Linked DNA regions of Sus scrofa: region 1 is linked to region 2. The links are chromatin contacts, called in public Hi-C maps. All regions are on one chromosome and are shown on one strand. The core of a region is the stretch at or near the end of the contact, and the rest is flanking DNA. Distances in the headings are between cores, read along the strand shown.

Region 1 (6,681 bases), core at 2,188-4,687, 110 kb after region 2:
GTATCAAGGCCACTTTATTTGCTAGTGGCTCAACCAGCAACCATATGGACCTCAAGGAATCCCCTCGGCCCTCATGGACATGGCCAAAACCAAGCTGGTCAAGGATTGTGGCAAATTATTTGGACCAAGAACCAAAGCACATGGCACAGACAAGACTAATGTTGATGTCCAGGCAGTGCTGAATTCTGCACAAGGAATAGGAGATGCCCAGCCCTTGTTCCTTTATTTCCAAAGCTAACACTGCTTTTCACCAAAACGATACCATGCTAAGGAGCTCTGAGAGACTGGGACCATCCTTGATACATTTCACCACACCGAGGAGTGGCCTTGTGAATTGACTCCAACTAGAGAGGCACGTGAAACCCACCAACGCTTACAGCAAAATCTGATGGCATCTCCCATCACCACCAGGGCACTACAGCCTGGATTAGGAGAGAAAAATGCCCTGTGATAGGAACTTTCCAGGTTCTGATGACTCTTGTGTCTGTGGTAGGCAGACGTGCACAGAGAAATGGACAGAGGCTCATTCTTGGAGCATGACATGGAGGTCAGAGAGGTCACACACTACACGACCCCACTCATGTGAAATGGCCAGAACAGGCAAATCATAGGGACCAAAAGCAGTCTGGTGGCTGCCAGGCTGGGCAAATGCAGGTAATGGGGACTGAGTGCCCAGGGGTTTCTTTTAGGAGTGATAAAAATGGTTTGGAATTACACAGTGGCGATGGTTGCATAACTCTGTAAACATACTAAAAAAAAAAAAAAAAAAAAAAAAAAAAGTTTGTTTTTTCTTTTTGCTGGTTTTTTTGTTTGTTTAGGGCCACACCTGTGGCACATGGAAGTTCCCAGGCTGGGGGTCAAATCATCGCTGCAGCTGACAGCCTACGCCACAGCCACAGCGATGCCAGATCTGAGCCGCATCTGAGCCCACATCCTTAATCCACTGAGTGAGGCCAGAGATCGAACCCGCATCCTCATGGATACTAGTCAGGTTCTTAACCTATTAAGCCACAATGGGAACTTCCTAAAAATCATTTTAATGGGTAAACTTTATGGGATAAAAGCGATGTTTCAATAAAGCTGCTGTTTGGGTTTGTTTTTATGTTGATGGTGGAGAGGGAAAAAAATAAGTTTACCAAGCCAGGAAGTGCTTCCCAGCCTCACATTTTAGAGTTGCACCGGGTCCCCATCTCCTCAGCACTCTGTGAACCCCTATAGCTGTGGGATCAGCATCCTGCAGCTGACCTCCACTCGTCCAGCCCTCGGCAGGCACCGCCTGCCAGGCAACCCCTTCTCATCCCTCCCGTGGACTCAAGAGTTCTAAGCAAGCAAGGCACGCATGGGAACATTCTCAAACAGTTCCAGGAAACACCTCTGGGAATATTCATTCATCTGGCAGAACAGCTGGCTGCTTTTCCCCAAGCCCAGGATGGGGGAGAGGATGAAACTAGACAGCCAGCCACCCTCCTCCTAGAAGGAGACAGCGAACGTGACAGCTGACGCCAATATCCATGTTCCTCTGAGCTGCGTCGAAGGAAAAGGACAGCATGGGGCTGCAGGCCTGACAGACTTCAGAAGCCAGCAAATCGGGCATAAAAACGCTAGAGGTTCCATTAGCAAGACAGAGCAAAAAATAGGCTTCCCACATCCCCCCGTTGCCCTCGGGGCCCCTCATATGGCTAAAAATAAAGCAACGGGCCCTGGTATTGGTGTTGCCCGAGTTCTCAGGAGTCCCTGCAGGGCCAGCCTCCCCTGGGCTTCCTCCCATCGTCCAGGACTCCCTTTCTCCACCACTTCAGCATGGATTTCCACAGCACAAGGCAGGCAGCTGGGCGGCCAGGACTGAGAAAAACATTACCACTGATCATGAGGCCGGGACAGCTGTCCTTCTGGTGTCCCCCTGCAAGGATGTGGTCCAGAGCTTGAGAACCTAACATGCAGGCAATTAAGCATCTACATTAGCAGGAATGGGGGATGCAGAGCCATTCAGTGACTGGACACCCCATCCCTAACCTTCGGGGTCCAAGCCACTGTTTAGGAGAAGGAGTCAAAAGTGGGGGAGTTCCCTAGTGGCTCAGGGGGTTAAGGGTCTGGTATTGTCACTGCAGTGGCTCAGGTCATTGCTATGGCAAGGGTTTGATACCTGGCCTGGGAACTTCTGCATGCCACAGATGTGGCAAAAAAGAAAAAAGAAAAGTGGGTGGGGGGAGAACAGCTGGGACAGCATCATACCCACCTGCTCCGGTCGAAAAGCAGGAAGTGCCACCTCTTGCCCCTTCCACAGACCCCCCACCGCAGGGGCTGCAGAGCTGTGATCTTCTGCACCGCCTCAGAGCAACACAGCTTGCTGACTGTGAGCATAAAACTTGCATCAGACTGCCTGGCTTCCAGTCTCACCTCTACCACTTCCCAGCGCTGTGACCTTGGACGAGTCACTGAACCTCAGCTCTTCATCTCCAAAAGGAGGATAAAAATGCTTCCTACCTCACAGGGTTAACCTGAAGCCCTTACAAAAGCACCTGACACATAAAAGTGTGCCATAAATGCCAGATGTTATGGGGACCCACTAACAATGTCTCTTAAGGAAGTGTTTGTCAGGGCTGCCCTGCTACGTGGCAGGATGCTGGCTCTCCCTGGCCCCTGGGAAGTGAACACTCACAGTTTAATTTAGGCCACGTGACCGTCAAAACAGCTGAGTGGGGGGACAGGATTCAAACCAAGATTTTTGTCTGACCCTAAGCCCATGCCTTCAACCACCTCCTCCAAACGGCCTCCTGTAAAAAACCTAGTGGATACACACACACACACACACACACACACACACACACACACACAGCCTTTCTTATCAAAGACAGTGAGGAACAGAGAAATAGAAACTGAAAATAAAATTAGCCTCTTCAAAAAAACAATTGGCAGGCATGGCATTTATTAGTTTGTAAAAGGTATCAAATTCTCCTTTTCCAATCCTTTGAGATTACTGGATGTAGGAGCAAAGAAAGTGGGCTGCCACGCCCTTCCTAAAGATTCACAGACAGCTCTCAATAGAGGTGGGCACCTGGAAACCCAATGCTTTTTTCTGAGGGGCTCAGGGTCACTGGAAACCCTAGGTCCTGGCTTGACTGCCTTGGTCCTTCCCCAGCCCCTTCCTTTCTCAGGCACTCAGGGTGGCCACCAAGTATCACTGTGGCCCATAGAGACTCTGGAACATCCCAGAGGCCTGGCCCCATCCAAGGTGTGGCTCCAAGAACACAGTGACCCATAAAACAGCCTGGAGGCTGAGCACAAGGGAAGAGCCATAAAAAACAGGCAGTTCTAACAGCAGCTACCCCAGCGTCTGGAGCAAAGAAGCCGCAGAGGGATGTTCCCTCACCAGGACCCCACCCAGCCACAGCCCGGGGACATGGGACTGCAAGGTCCTCTGAGGCCACCTGGAAGGAGAAGCTCTTCGCCGAGTGCTCACTAGCTACCAGGGCTGCACCGGAGGCCTTCCTGGAAGGTCAAGCAGAAAACGCAGCAAAGAGCTGGCACCTGCCACAGCCGGGAAGAACTCCATGAATGGCAGCCTCAGCTCTCCTAAGCCTAAAAGCGCCCCAGCAAGTTGGGCGGGATTCCTACTTTCCAGATGGGAAAACCGAGGCCCTGGGAAGTTACACATCTAGGAAGAGACTGCAATGGGCTTCGAGCCAGACCTGTCTGTCTCCAAATAGGCTTTGCCCACTTCCTTCTTCCTTGAATGCCCCTGGAGAGGCCCAGTGACAGGGTCCAGCTGCCTGGCAGCCCTCTGCTAAGTGGCACACATAAGGCTTCTGGGGCAACATGTGGATTTTGCTGGAAGAGTCCCCAGCATTGTCTCAGGAGAGGGAGCCCCAGGCAGCTCCCCCACACTGTCATGGCTGGGGAAGGAGCTGGGCACCAACTCCCACACCCTTTGCTGGCTTGCTTGCTTGCTTTTTGGTGCTGTACTTGCAGCATCTGGAAGTTCCCAGGCTAGAGGTCGAATCAGAGTTGAAGTTGCCATGGCAATGTGGGATCCAAGCTATATCCGCAACCTACAGATCCTTAACCCACACTGAGGAGGCCAGGGATCAAACCCGTATCCTCACTGGCACCATGTCCAGTTCTTAACCCACTGAGCCACAATGGGAACTCTATACCGCTCCACTTTCGCATCCCACGCCAGGCTCCACAGGGCCCTGGGACCGCCAATACGTGGCAATGTTAACAAAAACAGCTTGTACTTAGGGTGCTTCTTAAATGTCTCTCATTTAACCCATATTAGCTCACTGCAGGGGCGCACACTAGGAGGGAGAGGCCCATTTTACAGAGAACTGAGACGGATGGGTATGCAGCTTGTCCGAGGTCATGCAGCTGTAAGTGGTAGAGTCAGGGCTGAATCCATGCTCCCTGCAACCCCACCCCACCTCTGGGGACACAGCCACAGATGTGTCCACTTGAACCATCTTCTGGCCGCACTGTACTGGTTGCAGCCTGGGTCTCCTCCTCACAACCCACCTTCCACCCTTCGCCAGACCCCCTGGCCTCCCCAGCCCCTCTGCCTTCATCCCTTTGCAGCTGAAACTGCTTAAAAAAGAGCCAGGCTGACTCTAAGTTTAGGGTCACCCAGCCTGCCCCATGTCCCACTCCCACAGTCAGGAAAGAGAATAGGACAGTCAGATACCAGAGCCTCCTCCAGAGAAACACCCAGACCCCAAAGGTCCTTGACACGGCTTCCGCTCCTTAGCGTCAAGAAAGACAAGTTTGTGGAGTTCCCGTCGTGGCGCAGTGGTTAACGAATCCGACTAGGAACCATGAGGTTGCTGGTTCGGTCCCTGCCCTTGCTCAGTGGGTTAATGATCCGGCGTTGCCAAGAGCTGTGGTGTAGGTTGCAGACGCGACTCGGATTCTGCGTTGCTGTGGCTGTGGTGTAGGCCAGTGGCTACAGCTCCGATTGGACCCCTAGCCTGGGAACCTCCACATGCCATGGGAGCGGCCCAAAGAAACAGCAAAAAGACAAAAAAAAAAAAAAAAAAAAAAAAAAAAAAAGAAAGACAAGTTTGCAACTGGCAGTTCCCTTCTCCCTAAGTCCTATCTGGGTCCTACCACTCCATCACTGGGCCCCGCTTGGTGACCTGGAGCTTTCCCTTCCTGAAGCAGGCAGAGCCATCTGGATTTACCAAGTTCAGCCAAGCAACTCTTGCTAAGAGCCATCCTGGTGGTCCCAGTGCCATCTTGGACACCTTGACCCTACAAAGACCCTACGAGAACTTTGGGAAAGCTGACTTTCCCAAAGACGCTCGCCCCCGCCTGCAGGCACGGATGGCAGTGGCCTTGCTCCCTTCTCCCTCCTCATGACTGTTTGTCTCTAATAAATCACCCTGGCCAGCTTGGAGTGTGACTCACCTGACCTAACAGCGCACATGACCCTGGACTTGGGATGCCTCCAGGGCAGGATCTTTGGGCAAACTTTCAGCAAATATTTACAGGGATTTATCAGTTAGAAAGGTAAACATGATGGGAAGAGCTGTGGGTTAGGGGAGGAGCTGAATATATCAGGAAAGGGTGTGAGCAGGATGCTTCCAAGGTTGAGGAAGCGACCTGGTCTCCCTCAGCAGTGAGAAGGGGGAGAGGAGGGGCAGCTACGGGAGAGAAAGACCATGCTGCTGCAGAGGGGAGGGCTGCTCCTCTTACCTCTGTCTTCAAGGTGCTGTTCCCCTGCTGCATGCACTTCCTAGACTCCCCTCCCCCTTAAAACATTGTTCCTTTACATCATGCTGTGGTTGGCATGACCCCCCCTCCCCGCCATGTCCACGTCCTAATCCCCAGAATCTGCAAAGTTTCTTACATGGCAAAGGGGGCTCTGCCATGTGACAAAGCAAAGGCAGCTGGGATGGGGAGAGTACCCGGGATTATCCCTAAATGTGCTCCCAAGGGTCCCGATAAGAGGGAGGCAGAGGGCGAGCTGACTATAGTAGAGAGCATGCGAGCTGTGACGGTGGAGAGAGACCGAAGTGATGCACTTGGGAGCTGAGGCCACAGGACAAGGACCACAGGTGGCTGCCGGCAGCTGCAAAAGGCAAAGGAAGGATTCTCCCCACCACTGCCGCTGCCACCACCCACCACTACCACCACCACCCTGGAGCCTCCAGGAGGAACCAGCCCTGCAGATGCTTTGATTGCAGCCCAGAGAAACCAATTAGACTTCTGATCCTCAGAACTGCATGAGAATAATTCACGGTGATGGTAGTTTGTCACAGCAGTGACAGGAAACTAATCACACACACTCGGTCCACCTGAGTGAAGGCGCCTTCTCCAGGCTCAGCACCGTGTTAGCCACAAGAGGTTGAGCAAGAGAGACCCATCCTTGCATTCCACTCCTAGAGCTTCTGGTTGTCCTCACTGCTCCTCCATCCCCTCTCCTGGGTCCCTAGGCCCTGGAATGTGCTGCCATCTGCCTCCCTAAGCCCTCCCCATCCTCGCAGCTTCCAGCCCACTCCCTCCATCAAGCATCACTGGGACCTTGGAGACGTCAAAGGCGCCCCTCCCTCTGCATGTTCTTTGCCCACCTAGCTGGGGCAACACCCCCTCTTCTTAGGACTCACTTCTGCAGAGAAGCAGCCCTGGAGCCCTGCAGCAGATGAGGATGGACCCCAGCCATACTCCACGGTCCTTCATCCCACCCTA
Region 2 (7,008 bases), core at 3,063-5,562:
CAAGCCCTGCAAATGCTGGCTTCCCCTGTGCACGAGTGAACAAGACACAGGAGATCTTTGCCCTCCGGGAACTTGTAACTAATATCAAGGGGATGGAATCGAACACTGAAAAATCGATACAAGGCTGGAGGGCTAAACACACACAACTGACCACGTCACTCACTAGAATGGGATAAACATGGCCAAAGACTTGTAAATGCCAAAGAAACTCACTACATTGCACTTGACTTTAAAAGGTGACCTTGGAGTTCCCATCGTGGCGCAGCGGAAGTGAATCCAACTAGGAACCATGAGGTTGCGGGTTTGATCCCTGGCCTCACTCAGTGGGTTAAGGATCCAGCCTTGCCATGAGCTGTGGTGCAGGTTGCAGACTTGGCTCAGATCCAAAATTGCTATGGCCGTGGTGCAGGCTGGCCACGATTAGCTCCGATTAGACCCCTAGCCTGGGAACCTCCATATACCACGGGGGTAGCCCTAAAAAGCAAAAAAGGCAAAAAGTAAAAGGTGACCTCTGTTTTAGTCTGAGTGTCTCACTAACTAGACCATGAGCTTCCAACATCAAAGTCAAAGCTTTCATTCCCCAGCCCCTCTTGAGCTCAAGGCCAAGGGCAGACTATGAACTGGCAACCTCTGCTTGTAGAAGCTGCCTGGATTCCCTGTGGCTCAGAGAGCAGATCCTGCCACCCAGATGAGGAGGGCTTATCAGTGGCGAATTCAAGGTCAAGAGGTCACACCCATGATCCTTTGACATCAGTGGAAGCAGTTTTCCAGGGCAGGGAAAAATGGGATCTGGAAAGCTTAATGTATTCACCTGCCAAGGGCTGCCCTCACAAAGTACCACCAACTGGGTGGCTTAAACAATAGAGATTTATTGCCTCTTAGTTCTGGAGGCCAGATGTCTGAAATCAAGGTGGCGGCAGGGTTGGATCCTTCTGAGGGCTGAGAAGGAGAATCTGCTCCAGGTTTCCCCCAAAACTTCTGGGGACTTGCTGGCTATCTTTGCCTTCCTTGGCTTGTAGATTCATTACCCTGATCTCTGCCTTCATCTTCCCCCGGCCCTCTCCCCAGGTGTCTGTCTTCTGTGCTCACATTTCCCTTTCCTATAAGGACACCAGTCATACGGATTAGGATCCACCCTAATGACCATGATCATCTGCAAAGAGCCTATGTCCAAAGGTCACATTTATCGGTGCTGAGGCTAGGAATTCAGTATCTTTTGGGGGCATGTATTTCAACCTACAATACTTGGGTTCCTCAAAGGAAAAACTGGTTTTTTTAAAAAAGCCAAGTTGGATTTCCTGACATTATTAATGTACTGGGACAGAATCCTGAAAAGTAAGCTAGACAGCTGAAGAAACTTCCTGGCTCTGCCCCAGCCCAGACGTTTGTGGGCTCACACCTGCATCACTAGTCAGACTCCTTGCCAGTGGTGGCCCTGACTTGTGGTCTGTCTCCCTTCTATGCCCTCTGGCACCAGGCTGCCCAATCTTGGATCTTACCATCGAGTCCCATCTCTATCACACCACTGTCCCTCTCCACAGCCCCTGATCCCTGTTCACCACTCAGAGGACATAACGTGGCCTGCCCATTACCTTCTGCACCGCTGGTGAATGCGCCAAGAACACTCACCACCTAGGGCCTTAGACTTCTCAGGCCCTTTCTTCTCATTTGTCAAAGAAAACTTGTCATGCACCCACGCCTAGAATGTTCCCCTGAGACGCCAGCAAGGAAGCCAAAGCCAAGGGTGCCAACCCTGGAGGCTGGTGCATGTGGACACATATAGCTGTGTGCTGGCTCCAGCCCAAGGGGCAGGCAAAGGAAGGAAACAGCCCCAATGGGAAGAGACCTCAGGCCAGAAACAGACATCTTGTCTCCCCAAGGAGGAAGCAGAGCACTGGCTCCTGGGCTGCTCCCAGAAGGCTGCCAGTCTCTGGACTTCTGCCTCCCTGGGAAGCTTGCTGGCTCCAAGTCTGGCTGAGACCATCCACCAGAGATTCTCAGCAAGCTCAGTCTGTTAAAGTAGAGCCCCTCTTAGAGGCCTTGGAAGAAGGCCCACTGGGTCTAGACAGCCTTGGATGGCACAGCGTCTCTTACGAGGTAGCCTTGATGAGTCTGGCCCACCTCCTCTTCCCCAGCCAGGGGTCCCTAAGTCATCCTTGAACCACAGACTGGCTGGCCCTCAGTTCTGTCCCTGGACTCCAGACCCTTCCCTACCAGCTTACCGATGGCAAAATCCCATCTATCTGTTGCCCTTCTAATCAAAACACTCACCTAGGGAGTTCCTGTCATAGCTCAGCAGTAACAAATCCAACTGGTTAGTATCCATGAGGAGCCGGGTTCTATACCTGGCCTTGCTCAATGGGTTAAGGATCCAGTGTTGCCGTGAGCTGTGGTGTAGGTCACAGACGTGACTCAGATCCCACATTGCTAGGGCTGTGGCATAGGCCAGAAGCTACAGCTCTGATTGGACCCCTAGCCTGGGAACTTCCATATGCCATGGCTGCAGCCCTAAATTTAAAAAAAAAAAAAAAAAAAAAAAAAAACCCTCATCTAGGACAGGCCTTTCAGCCTTTCAGATAAAAGAGCACAGGGAGTTCCCTGGTAGCCTAGTGGTTAAGGATACATTGTTATCATTGCTATGGCTTGGGTTCCATCCTGGCTCCAAACTTCCACACATCATCACATCATGGGTACAGCCAAAAAAAAAAAAAAAAAAAACAAACACCTCATGACTGTTACAAAGAACGTTCTAGAAAAAGCACTCTTGATGGGAGAGAGATTCTGAGCACCCTGCCAGACCATCCGGCACCCAGAGAACAGCATACCTATAGGCTCACTTGTTTCACAACAGCCCTTTGAGGGAGCTATGAACACCCCCCCATTTTGTAGGGAAGCTACGAGACATTCAAAAATTTAAGTCAGTTTCCCAAAAGAGGGCACAACAGGAGGCTGGTGGCACCCACCACACCCCCCATGGACGTATTTTCCCCACTCCTTCCAGCTAGTGACTGTCTTTACCTGGTGTTCCATGGGTACCTGTGTCCCTGAAACTCAGCCTCTCCCACATTCCACTGTCTCTCTCTCACCAGCAAGTACAAGCCTCATCTCAGAGAACAAACCTCAAACCTGCCTGAGGAGGTAACCACTGACCTGAACATGTCCCCTCTCAGTTTTCTGTCCTAGTGTTTCTTAGAAAAACCCTGCCCTGTTTGCTTAATGAATTTTCTGAAACAGCCAGTACTTTATCATCGACTGTCATTTATGAATAATCAACGTCCAGTGGGGAAAGAGCCGCCTTTCTTAGCCTGGGAGGCTGTCTGCATATCACATTTGATGCCTCTGGAGTATCAGGTACCTCAGTAGAAACAACTGTCAATCAACCACACCTCAAGGATGTGAGTGTTCCGAGCACCAGATCCAGATTTGGAAATGGTACACCAAGTTCACGCCCTGTGAGAGTGAGCACACACGCAGTCCACTCCCGACACTGCTGCTCTCGCTTCCTGACAATGAATCAACCCTGCATGAGAGCATCTACCTCTGGGTTCTAGAAACCCCCAGTCAGGCTTCTCTACCCCGAGTTCCTAGATTGAGAGCCTGTGATGTGTAAGGAGAGCTGGCAGAGGACCTACCCCTTTATCATAAAGTCTCCTGATCTAAAAGAAAGTTTAGTTTTGCTAGACTTCGCCCACTGGGACCAATGCTGCCACTGAGTCACAGGAGCTGAGGCTGCAATGGGCTCATCCAATTCATTGTCAAATCCAGAGGCCCCCAGTCCTGCTAACACTTAAGATCTGAGGTGGGGAAAATGGGAGAAAGTGAAAGACACAAGTAGAAGGTAAGGAGATGACAAGTCAGGAGGCAGTGGTGCCCCGCACCCACTCCCACACTCAGGAACAAGGGCAGTGGATATAAAGAAAGGCCCTTCAACTGGCCTCAGAGGGAACTGTCCATTTACGAGTCACCATGGTAACTTGGCACAGGCTTGCCATGCTCTCCTGTCCAGATTCCTGTTGACATAACCAAATGAGTACAGCAAGCCTGGGGAACTTACAGAGCTCAGGATACTTGCTTGGAATAGGGGCCATCACTGTGCCAGAAGGCGCAAAGAATCTCAGAAGGAAAAGAATGATGAGCAAAGAGAGAAGGCAGTTGGCCCCTGGGGCGGCCCGGCTGCGGAGGCAGAGGTGGGGGCCGCCAAACACCCACACAGCAGAGCTGCCAAGGGAAGGTAAGCCAGGAGCAGGGCAGAGAAGCCACACACACCAGGTCCCTCTCGTCAATGGAGGAGCCTCGGTGGCGTGTGTCAGCACAGCCCTGGGAAGCCCCAGGAATCACATGGCAGGTACACCAAGAGGAGAACTGGCTGGGGGCAGGGGCTTGTCCCTGACATGGCAGGTGGCAGCTCCAGGAAGGAGCACAAGTCCAAGCACAGTTTGTACCTGGCACGGTGGCCAGGTCAAACAGAGAGCCAGATGCAAACATTTGGCTCATGGTGCAATGGGCTCACCAAACTTGGGGAAGAAATATCACAGGGATTAAGTTTCCCTTCTGGAACAACTCACAGATCAAGCTCATTCGCTCGGCCTTACAATCCACTGGATCACGTGAGACGTCAGTGCCCTGGTAGAAAAGCCAAGAAAAGCATTTCTATCAGCAGTGAGGTGGACAGTAAAAGGGACCCAGGGGAACTGGTCCTCTCTCCTTATAGGCAAACACTGTCCACATTCATGGCTGAACACCACCAAAAACTCCCACCAGACCTGTGAAAGCGTTCAACACAAAAAGCAGAGAATGTATCACTCAAAATGAAGACAAAGAGATCTGGAAAAGAGTCACTGTCCAGAAGGCACCCTATCAGCATGGCCAAGAGCATGGACACTGCTGTGAAACTGAATGACCCTACATCCTGGCCCCAGCACTCCCTACCGTGGGAGGCTGGGCAGAGTTCAACCTCTCTGAGCACCTGTTTCCCCACTCTATACAGTGAGTGAGGACACCCAAGCACATGCCTCCCAGACTCGCTCTAAGGATTATATGGAGTAAAGCATGCACATGCTTAGCATGGAGCCTAGAGCACAGTTCTCAGTACATGAGGGCTCCCATGATAATGGAAGCATCAAGTATCCATCTATTCTATGTCTATAATAGAAATCAAGAGAACTTATCTCTGAAACAAGATGTGTTGTGCAGGACACATTTAAAAAGCACTGCCAAAATGAAAAAGAAGAAAGATGTGAGCAGAAATACTATGAAGTCTAAGACAGCAGGTAATACAAAAAGATGACAGATATAGAAGACAGGCAGCCAATTCGGAATGAACTGAATTGCAAACTATGAAAACACACACACACAAAAACAACTTTCTAATAGTAAAGGTAGACCCAGGTCTGAAGGTAAAAATGCTCACTGATAACTACGTATATATTTATTTCATAATGAAGACATGAAAACAGAAGACAGCAGATTGTCTACAAATGGAAGAAAACCAAGGAGGGTATCTATCTGACTTCTGCAAAACTCAACAGCAGGGCCAAGCTGTCACTCATACTGGACGAAACAAAGTATAATGAATCGGAATAAAGTTTTCAGGAAAGCTCTATAGGTGTTAACCTTTTCATATTTATGACAAACATGTTAATCCAAGTAAGGAATTTGGGAGTTCCTATTATGGCTCAGCAGTTAACAAACTCGACTAGAATCCATGTGGATGCGAGTACAATCCCTGGCCTTGCTCAGTGGGTTAAGGATCCCGCGTTGCCATGAGCTGTGGTATAGGCCACAGACACGGCTTGGATCCTGTGTGGCTGTGGCTGTGGCTTAGGCAGGCGGCTATAGCTCTGATTGGACCCCTAGCCTAGGAACCTCCGTATGCAGCAGGTACGGCCCTAAAAAGACAAAAAAAAGAAAAAAATAAAAGAAATTAGGAATGCAATGTAGGGGATGCCCATGATAATAAAGATCTGGCAACAAACACTCAAATCCATTAGGTCTAAATAATTGTTATAACTGTGATGTATCACAACCAAAATGAAAGTTAAAAATAAGACTTCTTTAAAGAGAAGATAACAATGTAAAAAAGATGTAATAATAATAGAGATTTAAAATATCAGACTACAGAATAAAAGCACAAAGGTAACATTATGGGGTGGGGGATAAAATCTCACTGTTATTTACCTTACATGGTAGGGAGTCAAGAGATGCTGTTTCATTCTGAACATTAATCATTAGCAAAATATGGCTGAAGAATAATTTTAAGTATCTGAGAAACAAGGGTAGAGCTAACATTGCAAGTCATTGAAAAGAGTATATAACACAAAAATTTAAATCGTTCACTTTAGCAAGACAAAGGTGTCTGCAAAGAAACATAAAAGCAAAACAGAAGTTGGAGTTCCCGCTGTGGCACGGTGGGTTAAGAACACAACTGCAGTGGCTCAAATCACTGAGGAGGTGTGGGTTCAATCTCCAGCCTAGCACAGTGGGTTAAAGGATCCGGTGTTGCTGCAGCCAAAGCTTGGATTCAGTCCTTGCCCTGGGAAATTCCATATGCCACATATTTCGCCATTGAAAAGAAAAGAAAGCAAGAAGGCCAAGATATAGTCAACTGAGGTTGGTAGATGCAAACTATGACACTTAGAATGGATAAGCAATGATATCCTATTGTATAGCACAGGGAACTATATCCAATCTACACATCCATGTTATAAGATAGAATATGATAGATGATAATATGAGAAAAAGAATGTGTGTGTGTATATATATACGTGTGTATACATGTGTGTGTATGTGTGTATATATGACTGGGTCACTATGTTATACAGCAGAAATTGACACAACACTGTAAATCAGCTATACTCTTAAAAACACACAACACATATATACTATATACTGTAAAACATGCAGTGTAATAGTGAATAAATAGAATTATATACTTTTAAAAGAAATATACCCTAAACAAAGTGATAAAATAAGGGTGAAATTCTAACCATGGACCAAAATATGTTAGCA

The links. Hi-C and Micro-C count contacts between places; a contact is called where the count stands out from the background.
Region 1: a contact with region 2 is called in a Hi-C map of skeletal muscle, with 5 times the contacts expected there. The contact joins two enhancer-like sites. A contact is called at or near these places in 1 of 5 promoter capture datasets (liver), 5 of 47 Hi-C or Micro-C datasets (liver and skeletal muscle) and 1 of 2 datasets of contacts at active chromatin or transcription factors (skeletal muscle).

Annotation. Positions count from the first base shown.
Region 1 is chr14:80,070,679-80,077,359 of Sscrofa11.1, forward strand. The region is part of intron 1 of KCNMA1 (potassium calcium-activated channel subfamily M alpha 1); the gene reads right to left. It overlaps LOC110256684 (a long non-coding RNA gene), which reads right to left and starts at 768. Exons shown (of 2, transcript XR_002338555.1): 1 at 1-768. Within about 2 kb of position 3,438, at least 5 of the 83 cell types and tissues checked have an H3K27ac peak or open chromatin away from gene starts, as enhancers often do. A contact at or near this core is called in skeletal muscle, where this site is marked.
Region 2 is chr14:79,963,274-79,970,281 of Sscrofa11.1, forward strand. The region is part of intron 1 of KCNMA1 (potassium calcium-activated channel subfamily M alpha 1); the gene reads right to left. Among named protein-coding and RNA genes, the nearest start is that of KCNMA1, 140 kb to the right of the region's middle. Within about 2 kb of position 4,313, at least 8 of the 83 cell types and tissues checked have an H3K27ac peak or open chromatin away from gene starts, as enhancers often do. A contact at or near this core is called in skeletal muscle, where this site is marked.